7 separate regions of the Mus musculus genome follow, and regions 2, 3, 4, 5, 6 and 7 are each linked to region 1. A link is a contact called in public Hi-C, HiChIP or PLAC-seq and promoter capture Hi-C data. All regions are on one chromosome and are shown on one strand. Each heading gives the region's core, a stretch centred on a gene start, on an enhancer-like site or on the middle of the called end of the contact. The rest is flanking DNA. Distances are from core to core; before and after follow the strand shown.

The links. Promoter capture Hi-C pulls out the DNA fragments that hold promoters and counts their contacts. A called contact is a pair of places that touch in the nucleus more often than the background predicts. HiChIP or PLAC-seq counts read pairs in DNA pulled down with a chosen protein or histone mark.
Region 2: a Hi-C map of embryonic stem cells shows a contact between it and region 1, with 2.9 times the contacts expected there. The contact joins the enhancer-like site here to the promoter of 4831407H17Rik in region 1. A contact is called at or near these places in 1 of 15 datasets of contacts at CTCF or cohesin (embryonic stem cells), 15 of 484 Hi-C or Micro-C datasets (B cells, the CH12 cell line, the G1E-ER4 cell line and 9 more), 4 of 115 datasets of contacts at active chromatin or transcription factors (T-cell acute lymphoblastic leukemia, astrocytes, embryonic stem cells and 1 more) and 1 of 9 other capture datasets (macrophages).
Region 3: a Hi-C map of bone marrow-derived macrophages shows a contact between it and region 1, with 31 read pairs. The contact joins the enhancer-like site here to the promoter of 4831407H17Rik in region 1. A contact is called at or near these places in 1 of 39 promoter capture datasets (embryonic stem cells), 1 of 15 datasets of contacts at CTCF or cohesin (large pre-B cells), 7 of 484 Hi-C or Micro-C datasets (bone marrow-derived macrophages, cerebral cortex, cortical neurons and 2 more) and 8 of 115 datasets of contacts at active chromatin or transcription factors (acute myeloid leukemia, bone marrow-derived macrophages, embryonic stem cells and 4 more).
Region 4: a promoter capture Hi-C map of embryonic stem cells shows a contact between it and region 1, with 4 times the contacts expected there. The contact joins the promoter of Il17rb here to the promoter of 4831407H17Rik in region 1. A contact is called at or near these places in 14 of 39 promoter capture datasets (the C10 cell line, the HPC-7 cell line, Sertoli cells and 9 more), 1 of 15 datasets of contacts at CTCF or cohesin (embryonic stem cells), 8 of 484 Hi-C or Micro-C datasets (B cells, the CH12 cell line, bone marrow-derived macrophages and 5 more), 19 of 115 datasets of contacts at active chromatin or transcription factors (DN3 thymocytes, the NIH/3T3 cell line, the SCID.adh cell line and 13 more) and 4 of 9 other capture datasets (adipose tissue, embryonic stem cells, liver and 1 more).
Region 5: a Hi-C map of bone marrow-derived macrophages shows a contact between it and region 1, with 22 read pairs. The contact joins the enhancer-like site here to the promoter of 4831407H17Rik in region 1. A contact is called at or near these places in 29 of 484 Hi-C or Micro-C datasets (CD4 T cells, the CH12 cell line, the G1E-ER4 cell line and 12 more), 4 of 115 datasets of contacts at active chromatin or transcription factors (astrocytes, bone marrow-derived macrophages and embryonic stem cells) and 3 of 9 other capture datasets (embryonic stem cells, liver and pancreatic islet).
Region 6: an H3K27ac HiChIP or PLAC-seq map of extraembryonic endoderm stem cells shows a contact between it and region 1, with 5 times the contacts expected there. The contact joins the enhancer-like site here to the promoter of 4831407H17Rik in region 1. A contact is called at or near these places in 3 of 15 datasets of contacts at CTCF or cohesin (embryonic stem cells, large pre-B cells and stem cell-derived epiblast-like cells), 11 of 484 Hi-C or Micro-C datasets (the HL-1 cell line, bone marrow-derived macrophages, cerebellum and 5 more), 6 of 115 datasets of contacts at active chromatin or transcription factors (T-cell acute lymphoblastic leukemia, Th17 cells, bone marrow-derived macrophages and 3 more) and 4 of 9 other capture datasets (adipose tissue, embryonic stem cells, liver and 1 more).
Region 7: a promoter capture Hi-C map of hippocampal neurons shows a contact between it and region 1, with 5 times the contacts expected there. The contact joins the promoter of Selenok here to the promoter of 4831407H17Rik in region 1. A contact is called at or near these places in 8 of 39 promoter capture datasets (the HPC-7 cell line, cranial neural crest, hippocampal neurons and 4 more), 9 of 484 Hi-C or Micro-C datasets (the Ba/F3 cell line, LSK cells, bone marrow-derived macrophages and 5 more) and 11 of 115 datasets of contacts at active chromatin or transcription factors (the 230-238 cell line, the SCID.adh cell line, bone marrow-derived macrophages and 8 more).

The regions. Positions count from the first base shown.
Region 1 is chr14:30,456,599-30,459,298 of GRCm38.p6, reverse strand. 4831407H17Rik (RIKEN cDNA 4831407H17 gene) reads right to left here and starts at 1,263. Exons shown (of 4, transcript NR_131095.1): 1 at 1,183-1,263. It also overlaps a transcript of Cacna1d not described here.
Region 2 is chr14:30,026,252-30,029,080 of GRCm38.p6, reverse strand. All of the region lies in intron 1 of Chdh (choline dehydrogenase), which reads right to left. It also overlaps the pseudogene Gm18760. Among named protein-coding and RNA genes, the nearest start is that of Gm35449, 6.5 kb to the right of the region's middle. Within about 2 kb of position 1,515, at least 7 of the 459 cell types and tissues checked have an H3K27ac peak or open chromatin away from gene starts, as enhancers often do.
Region 3 is chr14:30,195,012-30,197,912 of GRCm38.p6, reverse strand. Cacna1d (calcium channel, voltage-dependent, L type, alpha 1D subunit) reads left to right here. Exons shown (of 47, transcript NM_001083616.2): 4 at 1,050-1,189. Among named protein-coding and RNA genes, the nearest start is that of Gm52107, 28 kb to the left of the region's middle. Within about 2 kb of position 1,417, at least 72 of the 459 cell types and tissues checked have an H3K27ac peak or open chromatin away from gene starts, as enhancers often do. A contact at or near this core is called in bone marrow-derived macrophages, cerebral cortex and cortical neurons, where this site is marked.
Region 4 is chr14:30,007,292-30,010,147 of GRCm38.p6, reverse strand. Il17rb (interleukin 17 receptor B) reads left to right here and starts at 1,252. Exons shown (of 11, transcript NM_019583.3): 1 at 1,252-1,416. The coding sequence starts at 1,357. Chdh (choline dehydrogenase) reads right to left here and starts at 1,148. Exons shown (of 8, transcript NM_001136240.1): 1 at 915-1,148.
Region 5 is chr14:30,042,265-30,044,998 of GRCm38.p6, reverse strand. Cacna1d (calcium channel, voltage-dependent, L type, alpha 1D subunit) reads left to right here. Exons shown (of 47, transcript NM_001083616.2): 46 at 1,913-2,233; 47 at 2,633-2,734. Among named protein-coding and RNA genes, the nearest start is that of Gm52108, 8.0 kb to the right of the region's middle. Within about 2 kb of position 1,403, at least 19 of the 459 cell types and tissues checked have an H3K27ac peak or open chromatin away from gene starts, as enhancers often do. A contact at or near this core is called in the HPC-7 cell line and bone marrow-derived macrophages, where this site is marked.
Region 6 is chr14:30,103,052-30,105,758 of GRCm38.p6, reverse strand. It overlaps Cacna1d (calcium channel, voltage-dependent, L type, alpha 1D subunit), which reads left to right. Exons shown (of 47, transcript NM_001083616.2): 22 at 164-270; 23 at 2,008-2,095. Among named protein-coding and RNA genes, the nearest start is that of Gm52106, 31 kb to the right of the region's middle. Within about 2 kb of position 1,303, at least 33 of the 459 cell types and tissues checked have an H3K27ac peak or open chromatin away from gene starts, as enhancers often do. A contact at or near this core is called in T-cell acute lymphoblastic leukemia, cerebellum, extraembryonic endoderm stem cells and 1 more, where this site is marked.
Region 7 is chr14:29,966,949-29,969,914 of GRCm38.p6, reverse strand. Selenok (selenoprotein K) reads right to left here and starts at 1,535. Exons shown (of 5, transcript NM_019979.2): 1 at 1,379-1,535. The coding sequence starts at 1,397.

The DNA.
Region 1 (2,700 bases), core at 14-2,513:
GGAGCTGTCTGATGCTCACACTAGAGCATTGGTCCAGAAAATTCCCCTTTCCCAAAGGTCTCCTTTTGTCCCATCTCTGGGCTGTCTTGTACTGTTTTCTTTGCTGAAGTTTTCTCTCTCCAATGGCTCTCCTCTATCTCTCTATCAACCTCAAGATAATTTCCTCCCCTTATTTACCAGTCTCAAAATAGTGAGTTTGATATGAGCTCCTTTTTTGCAAGCCTCCGGGAACACATTTCAGCATAGCAGGCGTGTGTTGTTACACCCCAGCTGTTATGTTAACATCTGTGCTCTGAGGTCACCATTCTCCTCCCCTCCTTCTCATCAAGCTAGTGACCACTAGCAGCTCTTGCCATTGCTATCCACATAGCTACATCCCATGGTCAAGCCAGAGGCTTCACTGTTTTGCATATTAAAAAAGAGGTCTAATTTATGTCCCATGAGACTCACTTTTCTAAAGCGTGCAACTTAGTATTTTTTCTTTTTCTTTTTTGAGACAGGTTTCTTTCTGTAGCCCAGGCTAGCCTTAACTTTATGGTCCTCCTGAGTGTTGGGCTCATAGGGACGAACCACCACATCCAGCTAGGTTTTTCATTCATTCATTCATAAATCTGTGGATACATCAGCAATTTCTAATCCCAGAATATTTTCCTAATCTCCAAAGGATATGCCAGATTCACTGCGTGTTACTCCAGTGCTCAGCCCTAGCTCCCGAAGCCATCGATCCACTGCCACCTGCTTGCATCTGCCCACCCCTGACATCTCTGTAATGACAGCACTATGCACACGACCTTGAGCTCCCATCTTTATCAGGGACAGCCCCCACTTCCTTCTTCTGCCTTTCTGAGCACCCTCTCTTTCCTATGCCTCCTGTCTTGGGGTACAGCTCTCAGTTTTTTCCATGCCTCCTCCTTCTCTTCTGATCCTCTTAATGTTGGGGAGCCTTTACCCCTCAGCTGAGGGATCTCTTTTCCCCAGCACTCCCCAGGCACCCCCAGGCTTGTAGATTTAAATGCTGTACATTGCCATTAACTCCTACACTTGAGCTTAGCCAGGAAATGACGTCATCAACTCCTAAATTTATACCCCTAGCAAGGACTTTCCCTCTACTTCCAGAACTTTTTGTTCATCTCCTCTCTGTTTCCCAACATGCACTGCACAGTCAGCATGCCCAGAACTGACCTTGGGGGTCACCCCCTGCCTCCAATGTCTTCCACCCACAGCTGCTTCTCTAGTTGCTCGGCTCAGAAACTTAGCAGCCATGCCTCACTTCCTCACACCCCCACTCCCTGCATTGCATCTATGTCACATTCTGCTGGCTCTTCTTCCAAAATGCACTCAGAACCTAGTTCCTCATTTTGTTCCTTGATGCTTTTTGTGCTTAGGGAAGCCTATCTGTTTTCATGTGTGTTGTGTGGATGTAGTGTATATAAAGGTGTGTGTGTGTGTGTGTGTGTGTGTGTGTGTGTGTGTGTGTATTTAGACAGGCTGGAGAAGGATTCAGGTGTCTTACTCTATGGCCAACCAGGTTATTTTTTGAGACAAAGTCTCTCACTGAACCTAAGGAAGGCTTGCTGTTTCAGCTACTCTGGCTGGCCAGTGAGTTCCCAGGATCAGCCTGTCGGTCTCTGCCCACCCTTCCTCCTCCCCGCCCCCGTGCTAGAGTTACAGGCATGGCTGTGCCAGCTTTTATGTGGGTGCTAGGGATTCAAATTCAGATTTTCTTGTCTCCATAGCCAGCGTGCTTATCCATCGAACCGTCTCCCTAGCCCATTGGGTAATGTATAAACAGCTGACGGGAGTTTCTGCCACCACCTCTATGGACATACTTAGCTTTAGAGATTGTTTTAAGACAAGTTAAGTCATGGCGTTCTTTGCTAAGAATCATTCAGTAGATCACCACATTGCTCAGAATAAAAGCCAAAGCGCACACATTGTCCATCCTGCGAGCAACGCTTTGCTCTCACGCCGTCAGACCCATCCCGCTAGTCTCTGCCTTGATGACCTGAGTCAGCCCCAGTGACCTCCTCACTCATCTCAGAGACACACCTCACAGTCTGCACTTACTGTCCTGCTTAGAGTGCTCTTCTCCACATGCCTCTTGTCCCTGTTGTTCAGTTCTTTGTTTATATGTGACTTAGTTAATCAAGTGCAACTCCACTCTCACTGATTAATTAGAGTCAGTGTCTTATGTATTCCAGACTGGTCTCTAAGTTGCTACATGCCCAAGAATGACCTTGAACCTCTGATCCTCCTGACTTCACCTCCCGTGTGCTAGAGTTACAGGTGTATATCACATACCTAGTTTATGAGATACAGGAAAACTGAACTCAGGGCTTTGGGCATGCTAGGTAACATGGTCAAATGAGCTATATCTGTACCTGACATGCACTGTTCATAATTGCAACTTGCTTTCAACTTTTCTTCCATATTCTCAATACAACTTTCTGTTCCTTTAACTGTTTTCACACACACACACACACACACACACACACACACATATAGATGCATACACAGGTACACACACATATGTGTACATAATGCATCTACATGTATACACATTTGCACACATGTTTGTTTTATTGAAATCCTTCCCCACTTGCCTGCAGACCTTATGAGTACAAGGGCTTCATTTTGTGCCCTGTTGTGTTCCTAGTCAATTGGTTCGTCTCTGCTTGATGTACACTGGCTGACTGTACA
Region 2 (2,829 bases), core at 266-2,765, 430 kb after region 1:
CAACAGTCCAAAACAAAGTAGCAAACCCTGAGAGATGGGTGCCAGGAGAGTTCTCCCAAACACCTAAGGGTGAGCACTCCCTGATTCTCTCTAGTCTCTGTCAGAAGAAGCAGAGAACATGTCTTTACCCGATCTAAAAGGCCAGCACCACACTAAAACCAAAACCAGACAGACAAAAACATCAAAGAAAAGAGAACTATAGATCAGTATCGCTTATGAACAAAGATGAATAAGCATCCTGGGATGGGTCTCACAGAGGGCCAGTACAGCTGGGGGTAGGAGGGGAAGGTGGCCAGACAAGAAAAATCTCTCAACTAAATTTTAGAACTCAAATCCAGATAGTTTGTAGCAGCAGGTTCAGAAGGTAATAATTACCTGCTCTCCAGGATGATGGCCTGTATTCAGACCTTGGAGGCCACATGCTAGGAGAGAACTATTTCCCCACCAACTGTCCTCTGACCTCCACACACATGCCACAACATTCTGTGTTACACTTGCATATCACACAAACACACACACACACAAATAAATTTAAAATGTTTTTAGAGTTTTGATTCTAGTTCTACATAAAAATAAACAAACAAACTTATGTACCACATTCAAGCAGTTTGGTCCCCGGGTGTTCATCGTGTGAAACATTTCACATGTGAAAATCAGTTCATGGGGCTCTGGGTTTGTGTACATTCCCTCCGAGACCTACAGGCTGGTCTCCCTACCTCAGACTCCAAAATAGGATAAGCATTCACGCATTTCATGTGCAGAAAAGGACTTTCTTCCTGCGTCCAAATCCAATATCAAGAAAGTGTGGATGGCAGAAGAGAAAAGATCACATGACAAAAGGAAACAGATTCAGGCGGTACTACCTCAGAGAGCAAGCACCTTGTGCTGGAAGACTGCTTACAGGGAAGGAGCTGGTGAGGAGTGGCCTGAAGGTCACGCATGCCACCCCACCAGGAGTTAAAGAAGGCAAAGAGAGAGAAGGAATGGGAGAAGATACAGAATACAAATATGAGTGACAGAAAAGAACTCCAGGAGAACAATAAACCAAAGATGACACAAAGATCAGAAATCAGCCCATTGGCGCATCGGTACTCAGGTTCAAAATGTGAGGTGTATTAAATGTCAAGTGGGGTCACGCCTGCACAGAGGGAGACTGCCCCTTGCTTGGTCTTCCTGGAATCAATTCAAGTTCACTTCCTCCTGAGGTCTCAGGGCCATCGAGGCACCCCTTGGAGCTAATAGCAGAGATGAGAGACGGTGTCCATGCACTGAAATGAAGTGTACTGGAGAGACACTCGACTGCAAGGGATCTACTGCAGGACTGTGTTGCCAGTGATGGTAAAGAAAACCCCAATGTTGGCTTCTTAAAGTCACTGACAACCAAACAAAAGCTTCAAAGAGACTGGATAGACTTGAAAAAAGAAAAAAAAGAATAAGAAAAGAGAAGTGCACATGGAAGAGAGAGCACCCAGTGAGCACCCAGTGAGGCGAGCACAGCAGCGCCACCCAGTGGGGAGGGCACAGGGACACCTGCCTGAGAGTCAGAGGGCTCCATTTTTCTCACTGAGTATCTCTAGCCAGGCCAACTTACACTCTATCATCTCTCTAATAATAATAACAACAACAACAACAATAATAGAAAGTCTCTTAATTTTCCATTTTTGCAAATTGTCATTTCAAGTAAAAAAACAACACTACTACCACTAGGTTGAACTTTGCAGATATTTTAGGCGATCTATTTAGGCATATAGAAAAAAAACTTATTTTCCCTGTTGACAACCTCTTTCTTATGCCTTCTACCAGATTTAAAACATATAAGTAGTTATGTGATTTCTGTTGTTGTTGTTGTTCTGAAACACTATTAAAACTGCCAATCACCTCTAATCCCAGTACTTTTGAGGCAGAGGCGAGTGGATCTCTGTGAATTCAAAATCAGTCTTGTTCACATAGCAAATTCCAGGTTGAACATAGTGAGACTCTGTCTGGAAAAAAAATGGAAAATAAAAGAAAGGGAGGAAGAAACAAAGAAAATTATCATGAGGTGAAGAAATAAGAGGTACAGAGAAAGCATTGGGCAAAAAATTTTTTAAAGTACCTTTCTGCTGCCCAACATGATAAAGGTTATCTACAAAACCTCTGTCGTGGCAAGGAATGCAGACACTTTCCCACCAAAACCAGGAGCAAGGCAAATCGATTCTAACATCACATTGGACATTGCAGCTTAACTTAACAGTCAAATGGAGGAAACTCAAAAGGCATGGGGGTTGGACATGAATGCTTCTGGCCAACAAGATCATCTGTGTAGGAAATCTGAAAAAAAAAAAAAAACTGACCAAAAAGGTCCCTGGACCTAACAAGCAGCTCCAGGGGGACCTCGGGAGACAGAGTCAAGGTGCGAGTATCAGTCACACTCCGAAATGCCAGCAGGGAGCATGGGCCACTGAAGGGGAGACACAGTTCCACTGAATTGAATGTGCCCAGTGAGAAGGAATAAATCAAAACACCTTTGCAGTTGGACATCTACCAAACCCTACAGAAAATCACCAAAGAAAACCTAGCTACACGGGGTGATATTCTTTATTTGTGGGTAGGGAGATTCAATTCTGTCTTTATTCTTTACCATTTAACTTATGAATCAGTGCAATCCCTTTAAGTACCCCAGCAAGATTTGTAAGTATTAATAACCTGATCCAAAATTTATATGCAGACACAAAAGACCTCAAAAAAGCCAATGCAATGTTCAAAGAATATTAAGTTATAGGGCTGGCATTATTCAATCTCCAGGCTTGCTGGAACCACCGTCAAAGAAACAGGCAGCCATCAACAGAG
Region 3 (2,901 bases), core at 168-2,667, 260 kb after region 1:
GTTGGGAAGTTTTTAAATGCTGGTTCCTTCTGGGGTACCTGGCATATGGAGGAAAAGCTCACTGTTTCCTGAGCCATAGTTACTATAGCCTTCTGTAGTAGCCATGTTAGTAAGTGAAGTCCATTAGTCTACCCTAAGGATGATAGTAGCTGAGGACTCTAGAGCCCACAGAGAAAAGTTCTCATTCTTGAGATTTTGTTTTGTTTTGTTAAGTAAATTAAAGCCAGAGAATGCTGGTTGGATACTCATGGCCCTGTCCATTGAGTTTCTATCAAATTTATAGAAAGAGCCTATGTGTTTAGACCTGTTGACTGGGGCATCCTTGCTTGGGGGGTAATGTGGGTTGGAGTTGGAGAGGTTCTAGCCATCAGGCAATGCTGCAGATGGATGTGGCAATCAGATGGGAGCAGACATGGGAACTGAGATAAAGGCGGAGCTGTATCTCCAGGAGGCTGGTTAGGAGGGAGTCCATCACTGGTGCCAGCCAGGAAGAGGAGACAGGCCAGTATTAGGCATCTGAGATCCCTGCCCTCTTCTCTGTGCTGAGGGCAGTCAGATCAGAATAAGATGTCAGAGGAAAACCCAAGAAAAAAAAATAAGGGTAAAGTCCATTATGCATCTGTTCTCCCAGACGGTGTGTTCTGTGCAGAAACCACTGTCAGAATGCTTGTTTCATCCTGGTGCTTTTCTGGGCCTGATCTGGCAATCTTGGAGAAAACATGCTGTGTTGTGCAAATGTGTGCAAATAGAAAACATGCCCATGATGTCCCAGGCAGGCTCACTGCTCATGCATCAGGGCAGGTGGCAAAATGCAGTAATGCAGCCTGGAATGACAGTACTTAACACTTAGCTGCTTATGAGAAATTCAGCATCAAAATTGAAATGTTTTCCTGGTCCACATGCAGGGTAGTGATTCTAGTTCTCATGATAACATTGTCTGTTATCATGTCTGTGCGTGGTGGGGGGGGGGTGCTTCTGTCTCTGAGCTATTGATTCTGATCATTGATTCTTTCTTTCTCCACCCTTGGTGTGTTCCTTTCTCTTTACAGGAAAAAGTAGAATATGCCTTCCTGATTATTTTTACAGTGGAGACATTTCTGAAGATTATAGCGTATGGACTGTTGCTGCATCCTAATGCTTACGTTAGGAATGGATGGAATTTACTGGATTTTGTTATAGTAATTGTAGGGTAAGTCCTTGGTTTGGGAAAAACGTTTATCTGGGAATGGAGGTGAGGGCTGGATGGTAAAGGGAACACAAGCCTTCTTGGGGGAGGTGGTTATTCTTATGCCCGTGATGGCATCAGGATCTAGCAGGGGTTCTTTTAATGCTGACAGGGCTGCTGTCAATCCCTGGGCAGAGGCCTGGGTGAAGAGCTCTCATGATTGGTGTGCTTGGGGAAGTCAGTGACAGGCTGTTAGAGGAAGTCTCAGCCGCTAATGAGAGATGATTCACCTCACAGGGCCTCAAGTCTCCACAAATAGACCTGCCTGGCTGGTGGGTGGAGTCAGGTGAATGCAGCTCCTAAAAGCTAGCACCCTGCTAGTTAAAACCATGTGTATCATACGAGAGAGCCTTTCTTGCTGTGCGGTGCGCTGCTGTTTAACATCCCTTGAGCAGAGCTATTATGTTTTTATGCTGAGTTGTGGGAGAAACCTTGGCATGCCACTTTCCCATTTTAAATAACAAAACAAGCGTCTGAATAATGTCACATATCTGGCATAAAATAAAATAAACTGGAAAATGCAGAGAAGCAGGTGTTCTTTTAATACCCTCTTGTGAGAGGAAGACGCTGGTAGATTTAGTTAAAGGAGTATGTTACAATGAAAAATAGAGGTCTGTGTTGCCCCATTCCTTCCACACCCTGAGTTGTTGCCAGCAGAGGAAACACAAATCAGGTCTTTGGAGCAAACATCCACCAAGGGAGACAAGATGTAGCCCTGTTTTGGGACTCCTTACCTGGGCTGTTCTGTAAGTTACCCCTAAAATTAGGAATACTCTCTTATTTCCATCAAGAGAGCTCTTAAAAGATGTATTTGTTTTTACTTTATGTATGTGATTATTTCACCTGCACATATGTCTGGGTACTTCATGCATGTCTAGCCTCCATGGGATCCAGCAGAGGGTGTCAGATCCCTCAAACTGGAATACCATGATTTTGAGTCACTGTGAGGGTGCAGGGAATCAAACCCAAGTCCTCTGTCAGAGTAGCAGGTGCTCTTCACTGCTGAGTCCTCTCTCCAGTTTGGAGAGAGCTTTTAAAACCATCTCTCTGCCTTCCTCTTTGTGGCTTTATTCAGTTGCTGTTTGCAGGTAACTTGCAGCTTGGTTATCTTCTGGATTATCTGTATCCTGATTGCACTGGTTTTTCATTGGAGATGACTTTTTCTGTCTGTTTGGAGAGTAGCTTACGTTTGGTGGGGTGTCCTTTTACCCCGGGGAATGAAAATAAGGAAGGCCCAAAGTGGTGGCCCACTGGATGGTTATACTTACCAGGAAGAAAGCTAGCTTTTATAAAACCTCCCATTGTACATTGGCACCTATGTGTGTATTGCAGAAATAATGTATCCAAAATGAATAGGTGGCAGATAGGCGTTAAGGCAGAAGCCTCCTCTTGTTTGGAACACCTGTCACGGGCTGGCAAACTGGAGCCGCAGATGTCTCTTTGTTCTGGGAGAGTCTTGTGCTTTCCTGCCACTGGACTTTTATTAGACTAGAGAATGGAGATACATAGCTTCACTTCTTATGTCCCCATGTCACCTTAGCTTTTTCTCTGCTGGAACATTTTGCCCAACTAGAACAGCACAGGAAGAGGGAACAGAGCCAATATGGCAGTCTTACCAAGTTTAAGAGATAAAACTCCAGGAGACCTGAGTAACACAAAATGGGAAGGGAGAGAAC
Region 4 (2,856 bases), core at 3-2,502, 450 kb after region 1:
TCAGCTCCATGCCAAGAGCATGCACCTTTGCACCCTGGTAGCAGGCAAGGGTTTACCGGTCAGAAAGGCTGCTATGAAAGCTTATTGTTCCCAGGAACCACTGAGCCTGAACGGCTCGCTGAGGTTGAGTGGGAGCCCAGGATGGCCCAGTTCCAGGCGAGGGTGGGGCTACAACCTCCCTTCTGTCAATCTCCTTGGTCAGGCACCAGAACAAGTTTCTCAGGAAACTATTCCTTGCAATCCAACAGAGGCTAGGGACGGAGCCTTCTCCAGGTGAATCAAAACCAGAATCTTCACCTGAAGTCTGTCTCACTGATGAATTTAGTCTGTATCCCAGTCGGGCTTCAGCAAATACAGCCACTTGACTCCACCCAACCTCTTAGCAGGGAGAAGCAGGACTTGTGCCTGAAGCTCTCTCCAATTCCACTGTCTACGTGTCTGGTGAGCCCAGCTCTGCTAACGATATAGGAAGGGCTGAAGCAGCAGAATTCCAGGCTCTGTAGCCCTTTCTCTAACCCCAAATGATACTGGGCTATCCCCCTCTCAAGCCATTTCATCTCAAAAGGATGGTCCCTGGCCCACCTTCCCAAAATTAAGGTCCGAGAGGTGGTGGAGAGTCGGGCAGATCTCACTCAGGCAGAAGCAGCACTGCCAAATGTCAGAACCTTAGCTCGGAACCCACAGTGCTGAGACACCAGCTTCGGGACCCCAGATGTAACCGCCAGGCCTCATTCTATAGGAGTACACTTAACCAGAAAGCCTGAGAGGCCAGGGGTGGAGATTCCTATCACTGTTACCTTGTAACTGTTAAGTTCCTGTCGCTAGTTCTCTCAAAACCCAGAAGGTTTCAGTGGCTTGAGCCCCTCCGCTTCAGGTCCTCACCCAGCCTAGGACCTGAAAAGCTAGCTACTCACCCGGGACAACTCCGCACCTGGGCCAGGACGCGAAGGACAGGAGCCAGGAGAGCCGAGAAGGCAGTGGCCGCTGATCCTCGCCCGCTGCTCTTTAACTGGCGTCCCGGGAGTGCCGCGAGCTGCTCCGTCTGGCTCCAGGCGCGGGTGCGGTCGCCCCACCTGGCCTGCGGCACACACCTGTGCGCGGGGCTCGACACGCCCCGCGCCTGCTGGAGCTTCAGTCCTCCCGGGCCTGAGTCATTCGCACCCCGCCTACCCCCGCGAGCCCCGAGGGCGACAAGGCGGCCACTTTACTGTCTTGGGACCAGGCCAGCGCCGGCTTGGGCAGGGCGGTACTGTGGGAGGCGGAGCCCGGAGAACTGCGGCGGGCGCCTGGATAAGAGGACCCTGGACCTCTGGCCCCAGCTCCGCGTGGTGGTGGGCGGTGGCCAGTGGCCGGGCCATGTTGCTAGTGTTGCTGATCTTGGCTGCATCGTGCAGGAGCGCCCTGCCTCGAGAGCCGGTAAGCATCCCCCTCCATTGTGGGCACCCTTTCGGTTCCCATCCGTTTAGCTGAACCCTGACAAGCGACAAGCGCCTGAAAACCTGCCAGCTCAACTGTCAAGGAATTGTCCATGAACCATCCTTAGAAAGGGGCCAGTTTGCACCCCTGAGCTAACCGCGATGGGTCTTGAACTCACACCACCCATCTATTGCCATCCTGGAAGGTATCAGTTGTCAGACTGCTTCCCAGGGGAATGAGGTTTAGAACTGTCACAGATGCCACCTGGGCATTTGAGTCGTAGTATTCTCCTCAAAAAGAAAAAGGGTGGTACTCAACTCACACAGGTATGCCTTGTCCTGGGTTAATGATGACAAACAAGACAGTACTGCTTACATCTGTGCTGCCCACCTCTTGGGTCAACAGACAGCCTGCATCAGTTTGCTTGCTTGCTTTTCCTTTCTGTCTAGGGCCATGTTAACTCCTGAAGGCAGCTTTCCTTTCTTCTCCAGTCCCCATGAATGAAAGAATCTTTCTAGGAGGGAAAAGCGCATCCTCAACAAGGCATTCAGATGCAAGCCCTGCTCTCTTCACACATTGGAAGGCATCCTTGGTGACTGTGGAAAGTCACAGCTTATTTATGGTGTCCTGAAGCCCTTGCCGTCTCTGTGCAAGAGAAAAAAACTGTCCTGGGGGCAGCTGTGAAGAACATTGAATGAACTCTGCAAAATGTAGAGCCCTCACCTGGCTTTTCCTACACACCTTGTCTTGCTCCCATTCAAGTAGAACTTGGTTCCTAGTAGGTGGCTCATTTGCTTAATAAGAGAATGTCACAAAGCAAAGGACAGTGGATGACATCATCCAAACCCCATTTGCTCCATCAAAACCTCTGCTTTCTGCCTTCACCAAGGTTTTGGAAATGAGAGAGCTGAGATCTTAAGAGTCCTTTGGGTTTGTCACATTGTGTCTTGCCACTGAAGATTACTGACAACTAAAATAAATGTTTTAGGCTCAATATACTATTTCCAAACTAGTACTCTTCCCTTTTAATGGAAACGTCAAAGGGTTTAGTAACTGGCCTTTCGTAGACAGTAGGGGGGTTTTACTTTTTTGAAAGCTGTTTTAGAAAGATGAGGTCACTGTCCCCAACGGATTTCTAAGTAGCTCAGCTGAGTTCTGGATCATTCAGAAGTATGATATGAGCTTGTGTGTGTGTGTGTGTGTGTGTCCTGCGGGCTGCAGTCATTGCTCCCCGCTTTCTTCTCCTCTTTGCATAGCCAATCTTTAATTTGAAGAAATTAATAAACATTACATGGTCCTGAAAACCAACAGTTAAGCATTAGATGATACAAGTGGCCTCACCGTGGCCCTCAGTAATCCGAGGCAGGGAAAGAAAGCATGCATGAGGCCTACCTGGTCTTCAAGGGGGTGAGCAGCTGCCAGAAAACCAGGTGTACCAAT
Region 5 (2,734 bases), core at 154-2,653, 410 kb after region 1:
AAGGCAATTACAGACACTCATAAGAGTCCCATTGATGGCTGCTGCTACTAATTATTCCTTCAGAGAGGTGGTTCCACCATCAAGCCACTTGGGCAGCTTCTTGTGCATGAACCCTCTGTCCATGAGAGTGGGTTAAGGGGGCCCACATGCTCACATGAAAGGCAACTGAGCCTGTTCACCAGGGCTTAAGGATAGAGGTATGCATGCATTACATATATATGTGTAGATATGTATGAATACATACATATTGTCTTAGGATTTCGTTGCTGTGACGAGACACCATGACCATGACAACTATACTCTTAGAAAGCAAAACATTTAATTGAGGCTGGCTTATAGTGTCAGAGGTTCATTCCACTGTCATCATGGCAGAAAGCGTGGCAGCATACAGGCAGACATGGTGCTGTAGGAAGAGCCAAGAGTTCTACATCTTGATCCAAAGGCAGTCAGGAGGAGGTGCTCATTCCACAGTGAGCAGAGCCTGAGCACAGGATTGTCAAAGCCCACCCCAACAGTGACACACTTCCTCCAATAGACCATGCCTCCTAATAATGCCACCCTCTGGGCCAAACCACCACACATACGGTCTTTATATTTCCTGAACTATCTCATCAGAAGAGCTGTGTGGGCTGATTGATGAAGGGAGATGTCAGAAACCTGCACCCAGCCAGCCAGCCAGCCAGCCAGCAGATCTGGATCTCTGTGAGGTTCTGACCCCAAGCTCTAACCCATATGTACTCAGTGGCCATTGCAGATTTTCTAGTCACCTCTGCCAGCACTTAAAATATTTGTTTTGGAGTTACTTTATTTTACATGCCTGCATATGTGTCTGTTCACCACAGGCATGTCTGGTGCTCTTGGGGTTTAGAAGGCATCAGATCCCCAGAACTGGAGTTACAGATGGTTATAAACTACCCATGTAGGTAGTGGGGATTGAACCTGGGTCCTCTGGAAGATAAATTAGTGAGCTCAACCACTGAGCCCATTTGCCTGTATCATCATGGAAGAAAGATAAACTTTTTGGAAACCCAGATCACTCGATGCCAAACCTCAGACAGCCAAGGAGGTCTAAAAGAGGCCTGTGACCCACAGGGCAGAATCCCAAGTCTTACCTCAGCCACTGGCCTGGGTTGTCCTGGATTCCTTGGCTACAACTACAGTGTCAGTGCAAACCGGCATTAGCAGACATCTCAAGGTGGCTCTCCCATGAGGGACATGTGAGAATCGTGACTGTGCCCGGCATTTCAGGGCACACTCACTGCAGGATGGCAGGCCTTAGAGCCGAGAGACATGGTTGTTGTCCTGAATGAGCCAGAGTCCCTGAAGTGTGCTTCAGTACTGAAGCCTGGAGAGGCCTGGGTAGTATGTTCACACATCACAGCTTATCCATCTTCCCTCCTCATCCCCAAGTGGTTACGTAAGTTAGTAACTGACAGTTCAGTCATAGAGAAGGCCCTATGGCTTGGAGAAAGAGGAAGCCCAGTCTTTTTTTTTTTTTTCACTTTCACATTATGAAGTTTGGCTGCCAATTCGTATATATGAATGCATGACAGTGCAACTTTTTTTTTAAAGATTTATTTATTATGTGTAAGTACACTGTAGCTGTCTTCAGAAGAGGGAGTCAGATCTCGTTATGGATGGTTGTGAGCCACCATGTGGTTGCTGGGATTTGAACTCGGGACCTTTGGAAGAGCAGTCGGGTACTCAGAGCAGTCGGGTGCTCTTACCCACTGAGCCATCTCACCAGCCCGGAATCCCAGTCTTTTATTAATCCCTGGTTCCCTGGCCAGCTCACTGAGTGGCCTCTGCTACACAGGCATCTTCCCCCAGGTTTTTGAGAAGCATCTCTGCACAGCTGCCATGTGCCAGACTGGGACCAAGGCTCAGACCTCTCTCTGCTTCTCCCGCTCAGATCATGGCCGTTGCAGGCCTAGATTCCAGTAAAGCCCAGAAGTACTCACCGAGCCACTCTACCCGGTCGTGGGCCACCCCTCCAGCAACCCCTCCATACCGAGACTGGAGCCCATGCTACACCCCTTTGATCCAGGTGGACCGCTCAGAATCTATGGACCAGGTCAATGGCAGCCTGCCATCCCTACACCGAAGCTCCTGGTACACAGATGAACCCGACATCTCCTATAGGACTTTCACGCCAGCTAGTCTGACTGTCCCCAGCAGCTTCCGGAACAAGAACAGCGACAAGCAGAGGAGTGCAGACAGCCTGGTGGAGGCAGTGAGTATGGGTGGCCTTTGACCTCTGGACAAATCTTAGGTGGCAGCAGAAACAGAGCCATGATCACATGGGGAGGGGGCAGTGGTGGGCTCTGCAGCCTTGCCACCCGAGGGTGGCCTCTCGGCAGCATTTAAGGCCTGAGTGAAAACCAGCTGGCACTGCCAAGTCCCACCAGAGAGTCCCATCCTGCAGTGCCAGTCTGTGCTACGTCCCCAGTGCTTTCTCTCTTGCTCAGCCTTGTGGAGCCACTCAGCTTTCGACACCAACAGAGCTGAGCTCATTTATGGTTAGCATCGTGTATAAAGTTTAGCAGCATGGCTGACAGCGTCCCCAGAGCATGCCGCGCACTGAGAGCTGATGCAGACCTTCCCTCATGCCATCGATCTATCTCCTATACAGGTCCTGATATCCGAAGGCTTGGGACGCTACGCGAGGGACCCCAAATTTGTCTCAGCGACAAAACATGAGATTGCCGATGCCTGTGACCTAACCATAGACGAG
Region 6 (2,707 bases), core at 54-2,553, 350 kb after region 1:
CAGTCACTCAGCCCTGCTGGTGTGCATCTGTCTTCCTTGTGTGCAGCCATTAATGAGGTCATACTTCTGCCAAGAGTTTGGGAAGAGCCCAGGTTTTTGCTCGGTTGGTTTTGAACCCTGGAGGGGAGGAGAGAGAATAAACGCCACGCGATTCTGTTTACAGATGACAACTTTTGGAGCCTTCTTGCACAAAGGGGCTTTCTGCAGGAACTACTTCAATTTGCTGGACATGCTGGTTGTTGGGGTGTCGCTGGTGTCCTTTGGGATTCAGTAAGTATTTATGTGTCCGTAGAGTGAGTTTACATAGGGAACTTAGACCTAATTTGCTCAGGCTGGGCACTGTCTGCTGATTACAGCCAGAACGGCTTAATTTGCCCTGGGCCAGAAAGAGCTGGGGCCATTTGTATTTTCCTATTTCTGTTTTCCTTTTCTGTTTTCTTTTTTTTTTTTTCTTTTTCCTTATGCCTACTGCTAGGTTGAGTTTATGATTCTCTTCAGAATTAGCTTTCAACAGCAGATGAAAGAAAGACAGTTTGACTAGTAGAGGACAAATAGGGTTCTTCTCAGGCCTGGTCCAAGACTTCGAGCATCCTTTCTCAGGGTGGCAGTTTTCCTTCACTGCAGGCAAAGCTTGGCCTTGGTGGTCTCTTGGGATCCCTTCCTCTCCCTGTGCTTGCAGGATAGACAGCTGCGGTGACCTTGGGGACACTTAAGAGTCTCTGGTGAAGCTGAACACTGCCTTTTTACCCTGTGCAGTACCCGGGGCAGTCACCCGAGTTTGTGTCTTCTGTGGCCTCATTTCACTTTCTGCTGGCCTGTGAGCTTCTGTGCTCCCGAGCTGTCCCATGTGTGCACACGTGTACACAGCCCCTTAGCTCTAGGAACCTGAAGAGAAATGTAAGCCAGGCACTGGGAAACCACAGAACTAGGCCACTCTGTGGGAAGAAAGACAGTTTATTTGGGAATCAAACTCCTAGGCTGTATCTGAGGTGGTCAGGGGGTCAGGCCGAGGGGCAGAGAACATCGGGCTGCAGGAAAAGCCTTGTCAGCTTTGTGGGGACAGGTAGTGATAGGAGGGTGGGTTCGGGCAAGGACAGCCTGAGAGTTAGCAAGGGGCTTTGTTCTGTTATAGGCTGGTCAGGTAAGTCAGCAGCTACATGCCCATTGTCTGTTGACCATGGGGACAGATAAAGGAAGTAGCAGCTTTTCCTGACTGACTAAAGCCCGCTCCTGAGGAGTGCTAAGTTTAGGGTTTTGTTTATCTGATGCCAGTCCTTCTGTTTACCCAGTCAGAGTCCAGCCTGACATTGTCCCTCTGGCCGATGCCTGGGAACCTAAGCTCTGAGCTCATTTCCCGGTAGAAACTCCAGACTAGTCTCTTCACGGCTCTGAGCTGTCCACACTCTTTCTGGCTTCTCTTCTTTGCACACTCCCCCATCCCCAAGGCCTGTGCTCCAGCCACACCCCTACATCTGGGGTGCTGAGGCTCAGCTGCCTCAGTATGCACTGCTGCTGCCCCCCTCTGTCAGCTAACTCTCTGCTCCCTTGGGACTCACTTGGCACCACCTCCCTGAGAGGCCTTCTCATCTGCCCCTGTGGTCACACCATATCTTCCCCACCTTGGAGGAGCATACTGCAATTCCCCACCCCCACCCCCAGGTGTGCGTGCTCACCCCTCCTACCGGATGTAGCTACTTGAAGGCCAGAAAAGCTCTGGTACCAAAGCACGGTTCCCCAGACTTAAACACGAAAATCTAGAAGTCAGGAACCTAGTGTTTACATGAACATAACAAAGTTTGAAAATTTCTCCAAAAAGGCAACTGTAAGCCTAAAATAGGGGCTCTGTCAGGTCCCACAGGAGGCAGGAGGCCCGCTTTATGGCATAAAGGAGTAGAGAGACTCCACACAGTTGTGAAGTGTCTTTAAGAGATGATCACATTAAGCAACTGCTCTCCGGGCTCCTAACCAGCTGTAACTCAGCCGCTTGCTTGCTTTGTCCCTCCTTAGGTCCAGCGCCATCTCCGTTGTGAAGATTCTGAGGGTTTTGAGGGTCTTGCGGCCTCTCAGAGCAATCAACAGAGCAAAGGGACTTAAGGTATTGACCCTCTCTGTTGAGTGGGGCTGTCTTGGGTTGGGGATGGCTGCAGTTACTAACTGTTCTTGTCTGGAGGTGAACTGAGGCCTGCTGGGTTTCAGAGTGGAACAATTCCACCAAAAGAAAAACCAAAAAGGCTGCTTCTGCCACATACCATCATTCTAAAGATGAAAGACAAAAGACTCAGTAGGTAAGAACACTTGCTGAGCCTTAGCGCGAGCACGAGCATTTGTTCGGAGCTGAGTCAGCTCCCAGAGCCTGTGTAAAAAGCCATGCGTGTTCTCACACACTGGAAAACCCAGCACTATGTGTGAGGTGCCTGAGACAGGAAGGTGCTTCCTGGTGGCTGTTCTTGCTCTGGGTTCCGTGAGAGCCTCCATCTTAAGAGTCTAAAGTCAAGACTGATATAGGAGGACATGCAATATCCTCTTCTGCTTTCCTCAAAGAACAGGTGTGTTTGTGGGAGCATGTACCCACATAACATGTACTGCTACACACACACACACACACACCACACACACACCACACACACACACACACACACACACACACAACACACACACACACACACACACACACACACACACACATACACACACACACACACCAGAA
Region 7 (2,966 bases), core at 286-2,785, 490 kb after region 1:
TCAAGCCAGTCAACATCAGAGGTCCACTGTGAGTGCAGTCAAACTCTGGGATCTAGCGTTCACTCCTTCGATAGATGTCTACTTTCAGTATGTAATTCTCGGAGGCGAACTCATTCTAGGCATCTCTTTGCCATCTCCTTCTCACTGGTAAAATGCACATGACATTTTAGTGGCGAGATGGATGCAGCAGAAGAACACTGATCACTTTTGAGTGCATAGCTGTATGAGCTAGTGACCTAAATTGCAAATAACAGAATCTGCGAGCGCTCGAAACTGAAGATGGAATGATGATGCTTCCTGTAGTGCCCATCACACCACCTATCCCAAAGCTTTGTAATCAGGAGGTGAAATCCTGAAAAAAGCCGAGAAATTCAAAGTGCTCTCAGCCCTAAGACTTCTGCTAATCGCCCTACTCTCTAGAGATACAGAGATGAATCTGATACAACCACACCTATTTCCAGGGCCCCAAGAGAGTCTTGTAGAAATGCGCCAAGGAGTCTCACCTAAGTCACACAGGTGGGCAGATGGTTCTGGCACTGATACGACCTTCTCAGGCTGTATTTTTTTCTTTTCCAGTAATTGGAGACTTGCTTCCCAAGTTCTTTCAAACTGGGTAAAGTCTTGGGCTTAGGACTAGCTACACTTTTAGGGGAGAAAAATCTGTCACAACTTTTGTATTGCCTGGCGTGGTGGTGCTTGCCTTTAATTTAATCCCACTACTCCGGAGTCAGAGGCAGGAGGATCTTTGGGAGTTAGTGGCCACCTTAGCGTACACAGTGAGTTACAGGGCAGATAAAACTACAAAGTGAGACCCTGTCTCCAGATTTTATTTATTTTTTTCATATTCTTGCTAGTCCTGCATCACCACCATCGCCATCATTATTGTACGCATTATAGAGGCAGTATGGTAGGTAATACTGGAGCCAACCTGAGTTCAATTTAACCTAAATTTCATATTGCCTTTGTGATCTTTAGCGAGCTAGTCAATCTATGTCTCAGTCTGCATCCGAAAAACAGGGATAGAAATACACCATCTGAATAGAACAGTTACAAGGATGAAAGAGATGCTAGGCAAAGAACGCGGCTCTAGCGGCCCAAACAAAAGCGCGTTGTATCCGGACCGGGTTAGCGTCTCTGTCATTCCCGGGTTAAGGACACCCGCGCCCGGGATCACTATCGCAAACCCACAATCGGAAAATTGGCTGTACCAGGAGGCTTCAGGGTCCCCCAGCGGCACCCGGGGACCTTCTGGGCTGCGCCTCGGCTCCCACCGCCTCCGCTTCCCACTCCTTCCGGCCACTGGTGTGGGGGAGGCCGCCCCAAGCTCAGGACCCGGCGAGTCAGGACAGAAGCGGCCCAGGGTAAGGCTCTCACTCACCATTCGAGATGTAAACCATCTTCCCTCCGGTTGCCTGCTTCCTAGCGACAGAGAAGACCGGACGCCCCTGTTGTCGCCGTACCTAGCCTCCCGCCCCGCCCTGTACGTCACAGGCCACTGACAGACCCAAGTCAGGCTAGAGGTGGGTCGAGCCCATTGGCTGCTGGGAGACCACTCCTGACTAGAGGTTCCGCCCAGTCACACAAGTAACTTCCGCTGGCGTGGATACTGCCTGAGTCAGGAGACCGGATATGACGTCTAGGAGAAACATTGTTTGAGGGTCCTTTTCCCCACCCCCCTCACTTGGTTCCGGTTTGACCGAGAGTCTTTGAGGCCACAGCACTGCCGACCGGAAGTTGCTTGCTAGTTGGCAGACACGCGCAGGGTTCGGGTCCGAGGTGGCTCGAAGGGCTTGGAGGGCGGAACGTTCCTCAGCTTTCCAGATGTGTTGCTGTCTTTTGGAGTGGCAGGGAGAGGCTCTGAGGCGGTGTCTGGGACATGAAGAGCTTTAACCATCAGGTTTTGCTGAACTCACTTTTAAGTCCCTCTGGACCGTATTCCCTTTAAGCCGGTTATTTCTGCTCTCAGTTTATTTGTTTTGCTTTTTTGAAACAGGACTCACACTGTATTCCTGGCTCTGAGCTCACATTGTAGACGAGGCTGGCCCTAAACGCAAAGATCTGCCTGCCTCTGCCTCCGTAGCGCAGGGATGAAAGACAAGCCTCACCACACCCAGCTGGTTTTTGTTTTTGTCTTTTGTCTTGTTTTTGTTTGTTTTTGATTTGGGATCTGTGTATCCCAGGCTGCCCTTGAACTCACTTTGTAGACCAGGCCTATACCAGTACTCATGTGGCATAGGCAGGTGGATCTGTATAAGTTCAAGAAGTGGAATTTGTTATTTTTCGAGACTGTTTTTCTGTGTAGCCCTGGCTGCCCTGTAACTAGCTCTGTAGAGCAGGCTGTTCTTGAACTCAGAGATCCACCTGTCTCTTGCCTCCCAAGTGCTGGGACTAAAGGTGTAACCAACACCCAGCTAAGAAGTGGCATTTTTAATAGCTGTAGAGACACAACTAGGGAAAATCAAATGAACTTCAGAATGACAATTTCCTCTGCTTGTCAGCATTGTAGACGTGACATATGCGTTAGAAGGCAGGTCTTGGGCATCCAGTAAGTTTGAAGAAAATTCCTTGCTGCCCCTGTTGTGTTTCCTTTGTGGTGCGGGGAGTGGGGGTGAGGAGAGGGGAAGGGAGGAATGAGGTGTGCAGTCAGTACAGAAAGGGAGAGTTGGGTGTTTTCCACCTTATTGGACTGGCTAGGGAGCTCTGGCCATCTGCCTGTCTCATCCTCCAGGATAGGTCTGAGTTGTGTGCAACCACTGTTGGCTTTTACATGACTGCTGGGGATTCTAAAATCCAGGCCCTCATGTCTGTGTAGCAGTCACTTTACCCACCGAGCTCTCTTCCCAACCTGGGTCCGTGATTTTTCTCAAGGGCCTTTCTAGACCTGGGCTTAAACCATGACGTTGCCTCTCACTCTCTGTGCTCTCTTTTCCTTCTAACTGAAATCCCTGGTTATACTTTTGTCAGAC